2 separate regions of the Hordeum vulgare genome follow, and region 1 is linked to region 2. The links are chromatin contacts, called in public HiChIP or PLAC-seq maps. All regions are on one chromosome and are shown on one strand. Each heading gives the region's core, a stretch centred on a gene start, on an enhancer-like site or on the middle of the called end of the contact. The rest is flanking DNA. Distances are from core to core; before and after follow the strand shown. Region 1 holds the start of LOC123447443 (protein CASP). Region 2 holds the start of LOC123451047 (ACD11 homolog protein).

The links. HiChIP or PLAC-seq counts read pairs in DNA pulled down with a chosen protein or histone mark.
Region 1: an H3K4me3 HiChIP or PLAC-seq map of embryo shows a contact between it and region 2, with 5 times the contacts expected there. The contact joins the promoter of LOC123447443 here to the promoter of LOC123451047 in region 2. A contact is called at or near these places in 1 of 6 Hi-C or Micro-C datasets (seedling) and 1 of 1 datasets of contacts at active chromatin or transcription factors (embryo).

What each region holds. Positions count from the first base shown.
Region 1 is chr4H:17,086,004-17,092,184 of MorexV3_pseudomolecules_assembly, forward strand. It overlaps LOC123447443 (protein CASP), which reads left to right and starts at 1,756. Exons shown (of 18, transcript XM_045124045.1): 1 at 1,756-2,009; 2 at 2,784-3,073; 3 at 3,638-3,787; 4 at 4,395-4,483; 5 at 4,626-4,735; 6 at 4,834-4,928. The coding sequence starts at 1,889.
Region 2 is chr4H:16,950,956-16,957,689 of MorexV3_pseudomolecules_assembly, forward strand. It overlaps LOC123451047 (ACD11 homolog protein), which reads left to right and starts at 2,723. Exons shown (of 4, transcript XM_045128061.1): 1 at 2,723-3,332; 2 at 3,615-3,787; 3 at 4,025-4,170; 4 at 4,344-4,632. The coding sequence starts at 3,072. The coding sequence ends at 4,450.

The sequences.
Region 1 (6,181 bases), core at 506-3,005, 130 kb after region 2:
ACTTTTGATTCGAATGTCGGAATTTAGATCCGTTTTTATTATTGAGTTTCTCGCAACAAATTGTTCAAAACTAAATCTCATATGAATAGATTTTAACGAACTTTATTTTGAGCACCTTTGTATTATAGAGGCAACTTTAGTGCTATGGGCAGGCAACTTCTTTCACCAGAGTATGACACCTAAACCAATCAAACTTGCTTTAGAATTCAGATCCGTTTTTACCGTTGAGTTTGTAATGACGAGCTCTTTAAAAACTAAATCCCATGCGGATTGCTATCAACAAATTTTCTTTGGACAACTTTGTGTGCAACAGAGACAACTCCAGTGCTATAGGGAAACAATCCATTTTTTTTGTCTAGTAGGACTACCTATTAGGTTGGTTTGTGTAAAAACCGATAAATCACATAAAACATGAGGTGTATTTAGTGTTACATACAAACAACTTCACTGTACTATATGTACCTATGAATTTTGCTAACATTATCCCAACTTGCATATTGTGGTTGCTCAGTTGTCTATTATGATGCTCAGTTGTCTACAATTGATCCTCAGTTGCCTATAAATAATATGAAATAGCCTATTATTGATGCCTAGTTGACTCTCGTTAATAATTAATTGCCTATCGTTGTTTGTTAATTGCCTAACTTTGTAAGCTAGTTGCCTATAATATTATGAAAAATAATGATACAAAACTTTATTATATTGTAGGTAACTAATGTGCAAAGTTAGGCAACTGAGTAGCAATGGTAGTCAACTGAATACCGATGGCAAACAACTAAACATCCATATTAGGCAATTTCAAAGTCTTTGTGGGCAACTAGGTCTCCACTGTAGGTAAACTGATGAACAACGATAAGAAATTGAGCAGCTGTGATAGGTAAGTTGGGATAATGTTAGCAAAAGTTCACGGGTACAAATAGCCTAGTGAAGTTAATTGCATGTAGCACTAAAGACGCTCATGTTTTGTGTGATTTTATCGTTTTTAAACAAACAAATCTAACACACAGGCCTACTTGACTAAAAAGAAGGAGTTGCTTCCCTATAACACTCGAGCTGCCTCTGTTGCATACAAAGTTACCTAAAAAAGTTTATCAAAACATACCCATACGTGATCTAGTTTTGAAGCATTCGTCGCGAGAAACCTAGCCGTGAAAACAAATCTTAATTTTGACACTTGATTCAAAAGATATAGCTTTTTTTTAAAAAAGGAAGAAAAATAATTAATTGTGCTGGAGGAGAGAACTAGTCGCTTGTGATTTTTTTGGGTTGTTGCACGTGGGTTTGCTCCTTTCCTTTTTTTAGTTTTTTTTCTTGCAACAGTTAAAAAATACAGATACACTTATTAGTATATGGATATAAAATATTACCCCCTCCGTTCCTAAATATAAGATCTTTTAGAAATTCCACTATGAACTACATACGGATGTATGTAGTCATATTTTAGGATGTAGATTCACTCATTTTGCTTCGTATCTAGTCCATAGTGTAATTTCTAAAATGTCTTATATTTAGAAACGGAGGGAGTATCAATTTTGACAACTTTATACTAACTCTATTACAGAGTTGTACTAAGCTCGAGACATTTATTTTAGAACGGATGGAGTATAACTCTGCATGTAACGTGGCAATTGTGATACTTGTGTGCAATTTAGCCTCGCAGACGTCACTCGATCGTTGCTCCCATCCCCTCCTCCCCCACGCGGCCAGCAGACAGAAGGAAGAGGAGGGCGAGCAGACGCACCAACAACTTACGTACTGAAGAAAAAGAAAACCACTTGTAAAGCAGATCACATATACTCACCGCACCGCACCGCGCACGTCGTCGCCGCGCCGCCCCACCCCACCGGATCCCGCCAGATCCAGGCGCCCAGATCCCCCGGCCGGTCCGATGGACCCCTCGCCGGCCCACGCGGCCGCGGCGGAGCGCGACCGCTCGCCGCCGCCGCCCCCTCCCCCGCCCCCGTCCTCCTCCGCGTCGCCTCTCGCCGTCGTCTGCAGCTTCTGGAAAGGTCCGCCTCGACCCCCACCTTCGCTTCGTCTGGCTCGAACGAACTGGTGTGCCCGTAGGGCCGGTTGGTCTGAATTGCCGCGGAGCGTCGCGCTTCCCAGTTGCGCGCACCTGTACTGGCTTGTAGGTGTAGAATCTGTGGGGTTTTGCACTGATCGCGACTGGAGAGATCTTAATTGCCTTGACATGCTTACATTTTCCACCAGCATTCAAAATCTTCTACTAGCATGTTTTTGCTTGCACCTCCTCAATTGGCTTCAAACTGTATGGCATGCTCGAGACAGGCAGACCAAGTAGTTTCAGTAGAGAAGGCCTGAGTCTTCATCTCAAACTTAATTTTGCTTGTATTTCTATGAAGGTTGGCAAACCTTTGTTGTCCTGGTTTAGTTTCTGCACTGATCGGAAGTAAATTAGAGATGCTAGTTTTTGTGCATAGGCAATGATGTATATCCACTCTACATCATTTGAACAAGGAGTTAGTGATTGATTGCAGACATCATGAACTTCTGCAGTTTCCTCGAATTATTTGCATCCATACCAAGTAGGGAGAGTAGCTGTGAGTTATCATGCCACTTGATCGATACCGTGGTTCCCATGTGGGGGTTTGGAAAGCTACAACGCGTCAATAGCTTCTAAGTGTGAATGCTCATGTACTGTAGATAGCATTTTGATTTATTTAGTTCTTGTATGTGGAATGTAGGTTGATGCCTCTGCCATGTAAAATTTTATGCTATCCATGGTGGAGAATCTGACTGTTGTCTCTTGTACAATTTAGACTTCGATTTGGAGAAAGAAAGAAGTGGTTTGGATGAGCAGGGTTTAAAGATTGCGGAGAACCAAGAGACGAGCCAGAAGAACCGACGTAGACTTGCTGAGAATACTCGGGATTTCAAGAAGGCATCTCCAGATGACAAGCTTAGTTTGTTCAACTCATTGCTTAAGAGTTACCAGGAGGAAGTGGATAATCTCACCAAGAGAGCAAAGTTTGGGGAAAATGCATTTCTCAACATCTATCAGAAGCTCTATGAAGCCCCTGATCCATATCCAGCTCTTGCTTCTATGGCTGTATGTCTTTCAAACTTACTCTCTACAGTAGCTGCTCTACCTCGGCATTGTTTGTGGTTTCCATAGAGGAAATTGCCTCACAGCTGTTCCGACTTCTCTAAGTTGCAAGCTGTCACCAATACTTAAATATCTTGCCTTGTCGCATATAATCACTTGCCATCTTCTTGGTATTCAGTATTGACACCTACCGATATACGACAATAGCAGATAATCGTTTGTATGATTCTATCGTTACTCTTTGAACTTAGAACTTCTACAATAATACGTGTTAATTTGTGCTAAATCAAACTACAGGTGGGAAGCTGTCAAACTTCAAATATAGATGCGAGTTAGTTTGTTCCAATACAAGTAGCAGTCAAGTGTAACTAGTGCAGATCAGAGTTAGCAACTTTGGAAAAAACATGATATGGCACGCAGTTTCCTACAACAAAAGCCTAATGTGTTCAGTTTTGTTTATTCCTTTGCTTGAATGTACATCGATAACTAGTATCTTGTTCGAATATAATAAGTAGGGTTCAGTTAGTTTTCACCATAGTTTGGTGCTAATGACCTCAATGCATTCAGGATCAAGACCAGAAACTATCTGAACTGGAGACTGAAAATCGGAAGATGAAACTTGAGCTTGAAGAATACCGGGCAGAATCTGCCCACCTAAAGAACCAACAGGCGACGATTAGGCGACTTGAGGAGCGAAACCGCCAACTAGAACAACAGGTCTGTTCCAAGGTCACTCGGTTTCCACTCTGTTTTTTAAACTACTTAGTTTTCCTTCTGGTTTTGACGTTCGGCACGAACGGTGTCAGTTTCACAGTCGAATAATGTTCGTTCATTCACACTGGTGCTTTATTGAATTATCAAATTAACTTCCTGCATCCATATAATGGTATTCTTAATTTTCGTACTTGAATGGCCGTATCGTTCTTGTTTACAAAGTATCAGAAGCCTCCCACTTTTTGTAATACCGGAAAATTTAAGCCTTTCTTTTACATTGACGCCATAGGCTGAAACCCGAAATTTCACCTAAACTAAAAGCAATAGTACTATGGTCTGTCTGCAAATATACTGGCCCACTAATAATGCTTTTTAGACATAACACAATTAGTTAAAATATTATGTAAATATCTAAGTGGCATTGCACTTTGACCTGAAATATAAGTATTCTTTCCACTTTATGTAGTTTATGTACAGCGAGCAACTACTTCGATGATACAAGAACAACAACGCTGATATCTTGTTCCACATAGTTTTATCACACTTCCTATTTCTTGAATTCCAGATATTCTTTATTTTCTAATGTTTTATTTTATTTTTATGATTATAGATGGAAGAAAAAGTTAGGGAGATGGTTGAAATGAAACAGCGAAGCTTGGCAGAAGATAGTCAGAAAACTCTTGAAGTCCTGAAAGATAGGTATGATAAATAATCACAATGAAGAAAATAACTGCTTAACGATTGTCACAGTTTAAATTTAAGCTTCTTGATTTCGAGAATCTGCCACATCATATATGAGGATGCATACCACAGATTTGAACTTTGTTTTCCACGACTGTAGGGAACGGTCGTTGCAAGACCAACTAAGGCAAGCTACAGAAAGTGTCAAGAATATGCAGAAGCTACATGAATCGGCACAAAGCCAATTGTTTGAGCTTCGTACTCAATCAGGTTTTATTCCTTTTCTTTAGCTGTGTTGCCTTCACGATCTCTATGGTTATTGGTACAATAATTATTTAAGTTCTAATGAAGTATTATATTTTGTTCAGAGGAGGACCGGACAGCAAAGGAAGCTGAAGTGAGCCTTCTGATGGATGAAGTTGAACGCGCTCAATCACGATTAGTTAGCCTTGAAAGAGAAAAGGTAACGTTGCACATTGCTGTTTTGGCTTTGGGAAAATCCCTTGCACTAATATGGTTGCAATACTCCCACTATGTCAACCGGGATCTGTGCCTCGAGATCTATGTTCATTCTCTCATTCTACTGCACCAAACTTATGGTGATAGGGTGCATAGTTCCCGAGGCACATTTCATGGTTAACATAGTGGGAGCACCTAGCCACCCACCAATACAACCACAAAATTGCTCAAATCTTCATTTTCTATATCCTTCGAGCTGTTCTTCTCAACTGACTCCTTGGTGTCCCGTTGCGGCGTTGGAGTCGCATTCCTGGGGTCCCTGGATTTGTCCTGGCTTGATTGTAGTTAAATGGGCAAATCAATGAGGTGAATCGAAGTGATGGAAACTCGAAGATGAATGCAGGACTTTAAACTTGAAGGCGCGTGTGTTCCAGGAGTCCTCTGAGGAAAGCAACATGTTTCTCCTGATGGAGCCACATGTCATAGAAATGGTTTGAAAAGCGCCACAAAATTAATTTTATTGGCCAGGAAACATTGCATAATCCAAACTATGTCGGCGAGCAAACCAAATATTGTTTCTGGAGTAGTAGTCATGTTTTGTCTGCACACCAAAATCGTTTGATCCAATAAATGTTTCCTTGCCTATCAACATTAGGCTTGTGGCGGCCGTCCAAACCAATTCTATGACCTACGGGTTCGTTGGAGGAGTTGTGTTACTTCTCTCAGAAGAACCCTTGAGCAGCATGGAAGCCTTCAGACTGCAGGAGCTGAAGAGTCTGAACACACCGACTTAGTTCTTCTTCTCTCTCGTGCATACTCATGCACATGCCCCCCCCCCCCCCCCCCCCAAACAACTGAGGCATGAATAAATACATTGTTTGTACTTATGAGGGAGGCTATTGCAGAAGCCGTTGGCTGAACTGATGCTGCAACCTGCAAGGCCCCTGATGAGCAACTTGGAGGCAGCAATAGGAAGTGAAAACTGATCTCTTTACCCATCACTCCTGTCCTAGAACATGATGTTTCTTGGTTAGTCTGCAGTCCTAGGTAGTGCCGCTTCATGCAAAGTAGGTTTTGCTTTGGCAAGTGGGGCTGGGTTCATCCAAAGTTGGGTTTGATTTGCACAAGTGGCGTGTCGCTGTTCTTGACCTAGCACCTGTCTACTATTTGGTTCTGCTGGCCTTTGAGAGGAATAGTATTTAGAAAGTAAGAAGAGAGGGAGAAATGAGATGTTGGCAACTGACCGTTGTCGCCCCA
Region 2 (6,734 bases), core at 1,473-3,972:
TGTCGATCCAAGCCGCTTCAATCCAACAATACCGCGGAATCAAGAAAAGACTAAGGAGGGCAGCAAAACGCACATCACCGCCCACAAAAACTTTTGTGTTCTACTCGAGAAGACATCTACGCATGAACCTAGCTCATGATGCCACTGTTGGGGAACGTCGCATGGGAAACAAAAATTTTCCTACGTGCACGAAGACCTATCATGGTGATGTCCATCTACGAGAGGGGATGAGTGATCTACGTACCCTTGTAGACCGTACAGCAGAAGCGTTAGTGAACGCGGTTGATGTAGTGGAACGTCCTCACGTCCCCCGATCCGCCCCGCGAACAATCCCGCGATCAGTCCCACGATCTAGTACCGAACGGACGGCACCTCCGCGTTCAGCACACGTACAACTCGACGATGATCTCGGCCTTCTTGATCCAGCAAGAGAGAGGGAGAGGTAGAAGAGTTCTCCGGCAGCGTGACGGCGCTCCGGAGGTTGGTGATGACCTTGTCTCAGCAGGGCTCCGCCCGAGCTCCGCAGAAACGCGATCTAGAGGAAAAACCGTGGAGGTATGTGGTCGGGCTGCCGTGGAAAAGTCGTCTCAAATCAGCCCTAAAACCTCCGTATATATAGGTGGGAGAAGGGGGGCCTTGCCTTGGGGCTCAAGGAGCCCCAAGGGGGTCGGCCGAGCCAAGGGGGGAAGGTCTCCCCCCCCAAAACCGAGTTGGACTTGGTTTGGTGGGTGGGAGTCCTTCCTTCCCTTCCCACCTCCTTTTTGTTCTCTTTGATTTTTCTTCCAATGCGCATAGGGCCCCTTTTGGGCTGTCCCACCAGCCCACAAAGGGCTGGTGCGCCACCCTCAAGGCCTATGAGCTTCCCCGGGGTGGGTTGCCCCCCCCCCCCCCCCGCGGTGAACTCCCGGAACCCATTCGTCATTCCCGGTACATTCCCGGTAACTCCGAAAACCTTCCGGTAATCAAATGAGGTCATCCTATATATCAATCTTCATTTCCGGATCATTCCGGAAACCCTCGTGACGTCCGTGATCTCATCCGGGACTCAGAACAACATTCGTTAACCAACCATATAACTCAAATACGCATAAAACAACGTCGAACCTTAAGTGTGCAGACCCTGCGGGTTCGAGAACTATGTAGACATGACCCGAGAGACTCCTCGGCCAATATCCAATAGCGGGACCTGGATGCTCATATTGGATCCTACATATTATACGAAGATCTTATCGTTTGAACCTCAGTGCCAAGGATTCATATAATCCCGTATGTCATTCCCTTTGTCCTTCGGTATGTTACTTGCCCGAGATTCGATCGTCAGTATCCGCATACCTATTTCAATATCGTTTACCGGCAAGTCTCTTTACTCGTTCCGTAATACAAGATCCCGCAACTTACACTAAGTCACATTGCTTGCAAGGCTTATGTGTGATGTTGTATTACCGAGTGGGCCCCGAGATACCTCTCCGTCACACGGAGTGACAAATCCCAGTCTTGATCCGTACTAACTCAACGAACACCTTCGGAGATACCTGTAGAGCATCTTTATAGTCACCCAGTTACGTTGCGACGTTTGATACACACAAAGTATTTCTCCGGTGTTAGTGAGTTATATGATCTCATGGTCATAGGAACAAATACTTGACACGCAGAAAACAGTAGCAACAAAATGACACGATCAACATGCTACGTCTATTAGTTTGGGTCTAGTCCATCACGTGATTCTCCTAATGACGTGATCCAGTTATCAAGCAACAACACCTTGTTCATAATCAGAAGACACTGACTATCTTTGATCAACTCGCTAGCCAACTAGAGGCTTGCTAGGGACAGTGTTTTTATGTATCCACACTTGTAAATGAGTCTTCATTCAATACAATTATAGCATGGATAATAAACGATTATCTTGATACAGGAATTATAATAATAACTATATTTATTATTGCCTCCAGGGCATAATTCCAACAGTTTAAGCATATTCATCGGCAAGTTAATGTAGCTATTCATTTGTTAACTAAGCATTGTAAGAATTTATCTAGCCTTATTGTTTCTCATTGTGCTCCCGCTTGTATCCGGAACACTCTTTGTAACTTTGTTAAGTGATCGATAAAGTTGATGTTTAAAAAAAAAGAACTATGGCTTCGTACATACAACCTCTTGTGCATTGTACATTTCCCCTTTAATTTAATTTTTTGTTTGAAGAACACGGTACAGACACAGACGGACATATATAGGCGCATATACTCATCCCTATAAATACACGTGCGCATTGTTACCCCTATGAACATTTTCAAAAGATTAGGCCAGTGCATTATTTTAAGATTGACAAATTCATCACAAAGGCCTTCCTAGTTGAAGGGGGCATCTCTTTTCATTGAGCGCACGTCATTAAACAAAAATGCGAACAACAATATTATGGCTTGGGACGTAACCTGTGGTGGAGAGGGGATGATTCGATCGATCCCATGTTCGTTGCCGCCCCCCGCAAAAGAAAATATCGGTGCCGAGTCGTTGGCGTAAGTACCACGAGGGGGAAACACCACCGCCTCGGAGTCCCTACCACTTTTCTACTCCTCCAACACGCCAATCGACGGACCGACCACGACCAGTCTCTCTCTCTCTCCCCCGTCCGAACTCGGTCTAGCCAGGACCCCACGTCCACCGCTTACCCGTGCGCCCCGCTCACGAAACTCCCGGACGATGCCTACATATACGGAAGAAAAAAAAGAAGAGGACCCGATTTCGCCCCGCACTTCCTCCTCTCCAAATCCCTCTCCGCCTCCGTCCGATCCTGCTCACCCCCGCCCGCGGCAGACTCCCGGCGGCACCCCTCCTATACATAGGCGGCGCCCTCCTCTCCCCGGAGCCGCTATATTTTCCGCGAGCCCATTCTGCCCCGTGCGCCCGCCCGCGCCACCCCCACCACCATCCGTTATCGGTTGTTGCGCCGCGCCTTCGGTGCCGAGGAGAGAGAGAGGGGTGGCCAGGAGGAGGAGGAGCAGCGGCCTCCGCGCGCCACCGGCGAGGGATAGGGAGGGAGGTTGGTTGATAGGGAGGGAGGGAGGGAGGAGATGATGGCGTTCAGGGGGCAGAGGCCGGCGCAGTCGGAGCAGATGTGCGACGCGGCGGCGGCCGTGGTGGCGGCGCGGCAGGGCATGGAGCAGCCGCTCACGGCCGTGGCCGAGGCGTTCGAGGAGCTGGCGCGCGGGATGGAGGCCGACGGCGGGGAGCTCCGCCTCGCCCCCTTCGGCGACACCTGCGCCCTCGTCTCCGTCCTCTTCAACTCCCTCGGCATCGCCTTCAAGTTCGCCGAGAGCGAGTACGTCACCAAGGTACACACCCCAATCCCAATCCCAATCCCATCTCGCCATTCCTCCATCCCTTTCATTCTTCTTGCAGACCAAGCCTCGCCCATCTCGCCATGGCGTCTTTTATTTAGAAACAATCGACGATCGTAACCACAGAATCGGGAAGCTTTTAGGATTCCCAAACAAGATTGTGTGCAAGAAAGAAATGGAACCGGCGATCGTTTCTATTCTAGTTTCGTTTTTGTTTGGTCACGACCGCGACCTGTGGTGGAAGGAAAGAAAGAAATGTAAGCCAACTTTGCCCAGGTGAACGACCTCATCGGGGCATCGAGGGAGTACGCGACGCTCAACGACATCCTGGACAAGGACGTGGAGAACGACTCGGTCAAGAAGCAGGGCAGCCATTCCCGGAACCTGCGCAGGGTCCGGCTCGGCCTCGGCCTCATCAAGGCCCTCTTCGAGCAGTTCCTCGCAACCGAGTACGTTTCCCCACTCATTCACCCACTCACTCACTCACTCATTCGTTCGTTCCAGCATAGCGCAAATTTGTCTCTTGCTCTCCCCCGCTGGCACCACCAGCAGCGGCGGCAAATGCTTTGTGCAGCAATCAATGGCGGTTTGGTTCATCATCATCAGTTTTGTGCTAATAAAATCATCCTTGATTCCGCAAACGGACGGACGACAGCTTACACTCTCTCTGGCGTCTGGTTTTTCAGGGGCGGCTCGTTGTATGATGCCGCGACGACGGCCTACGGCCAGGTCTGCGCCCCGTTCCATAGCTGGGCAATCCGGAAGGCGGTTGGTGCCGGGATGTACACTCTCCCCAGCAGAGAACAGTTGATAATGAGGCTCAACGAAACTGGTAAGCCAACGATTTGACACCCATCGCCGTCAGGATATACCTACCTTAAAAACTTATTCAGTGATACTCAATGCTTCCATCAAGATGATCTCCACATTGACAGACCAATAACAAAATCATGTCGCGTGCCTTAACTTATTTATCAATAATGATGAAATGATGTGTGCTTGCAGATTGCTCTGTGCAGAAGGAGATGAGGAGATACATCGACGCTTCTAGTCCGATTATAGTGTACATCGATAACCTGTTCCTGTCTAGGAACATTGTCCTAGATTGGTGAACTGAATCGGGGATCATGCTTGCGGCTCTCCTCACGAGCTGTTATTGATGTCATTGTTTTATTTTTATTTTCTCATAGCTTTCTAGCCTTGGTGGGGCGGTGGATGCTCTCCCTTCGCACTGTCTCTTGTACTGTACGATTATATGAAAAATCTAATTCTAAACCAAGAGGCGGTTCTAGTATGATCATGCTATTCTTATGCTACCAATTGCACACCGGGCCAACTTGTTGATCATCAGAAAAGAAATGGGACAGACGGACAGTGGAGTCATCAAAGAAGAGTATGTTTTAGTAACAAATAGTATAGCCATGTTATTGTTGCCTTGGTACTTGGTACAATAGCTAATAAGGGCCCGAGACCATCCCGGACTGGGCAAATTCGGCTCCGGACTGTTCGTCTGCGGACGTGCCCGGGCACGCTGACGGACCCACATATCTCAAATCCATGAAAAATCATGCACATCGGTCACATAAGCCATTATCGCACGTAAATAATAAATGTTGATACTAGACATGAACAGTGTTTATATAAAATTTATTACACAATCAAACATCAGCTCTTTGTTTTTTATTATGGATCCACATATGCTCCACAAGATAATTGAGTAGTTGGGCGTGCATCTTCTAATACATCTACAGAAAGTTCATAAGCTGAGCTGCATCATGATCTTCTGTAATTTCAGCTTGTTCTTGAGGTGCTTCAAAATCATTGGTTTTGGCTACATCATCACCCTCATTCTCACAATCATATTGTGTAAAATAACACAATATGTCATGAACTGTCACGAAGTTTCTGATTTCCACATCATTATAGCCCCACGAACAATTCCCCAATGAGCTTGAAGCACACCAAATGCTCTCTCTACAATAGTTTCCTCCATTGTTGCAAAGTGGCTCCGGTTTTTTGCCATGCAGTTCGGATATGGTTATGTGATGCCATTGACTCTATTATGATGGTGGCTTCTTTGACGTGATCTTGATACATTCCCCACAAAACTTTAGGACAGTTCTTCCGTTGTCAATGCATGCAATCAATTGATCCGACCATTCCTGGAAACCCTTTGGTCTCTCCAAGCCAACAACTTCTTCATGTCATGCGCATTTGGTTCTCTCAGATGCTCTACTTCAAACACCTGCACCACAACGCATGCAAACTTGACAGTAGTCTTCAGGCATATGCTCTCCCCCATCCTAAACCATCTCATCAACGACATCTGCAGCAGTACCAAGTGCAAGCATTCATAGAGTAGTCGTGCACTTCTGCTTGGTAGAGAAAGAAAGTTGACCACTGCAATCCCTGGTGGGCTTGAAGTACTCGATGTGTGCCTCCACTCCCTCCACAATATGCTAAAACAATGGTTTTCACATGCGAAAGCGCCGACAAAACCATGGATCATCCGGGGAAGTTGGGTTCAGAGCAAAGTAGTCCTTCCGTAGTAGCTTTGCTCCGCAAACCCTATCCTGATTGATCACTCTTGTCCCTTTGATTGAGCCCTTGAAATTGAGAATATACTCCACTTGTCGGTCCATTTCCTCTTGCATTCTCATGACCACGATCATGTCCACTTCTTCATCCGAATCTGAGTAATCGAAGAACTCATGTTGAATCATTTGATCAAGCTCCGTCGGTCCATGCTCCTCGTCAGACGAAGTATCATAATCCATCATTTTCCATAATAAAATCACAAAAAATCCGGTCAAATAATGTGTCGAACACATCAAGCGCAAGCTGGAGCCAGATAGTTGTTGGACCTACCATGGTGGCATTCGGGCCGGCGACGACGTCCCCCGCGGCGAGGACGAGAGAGAGGACTGCTCTGCCGGAGCTGACGACATATAGGCTAGGAATGGCTACGGAGCCCGTGCGGCGGCGGAGCTGTGAGATGGACGATCCGGAGGAGGAAGACAGGAGAGAGCAAATGGATCTAACAATTCTAGGGGTGGATTTGGTGCAATTTGCGATAGGGTCAGGTTGTCGGATCCGACAAGGTGGGCGTGCTCGGGTGCCCCCATATCCGCTCCATATTTGGATTGGATATGAGGGGTGTCGGTCAGCCCATACGTTGGAGGTCCGTTTAAGGCGCCCGCCCGGGTCAGATTTCCATGACCGGTGAGTGATCGGGTGGCCCGCCCGGACATTTGAGGAGGTTTAGGATGCCTCGCTATAGATGCTCTAATTGTATAGCAAAGTTCTCAAAATGCAAGAACAAAAAATATATTGGAGTGAAAACCAAAATATGAATTTGAATTACAAGGCTTTTGATGCCATGGTCCATAACAAAAA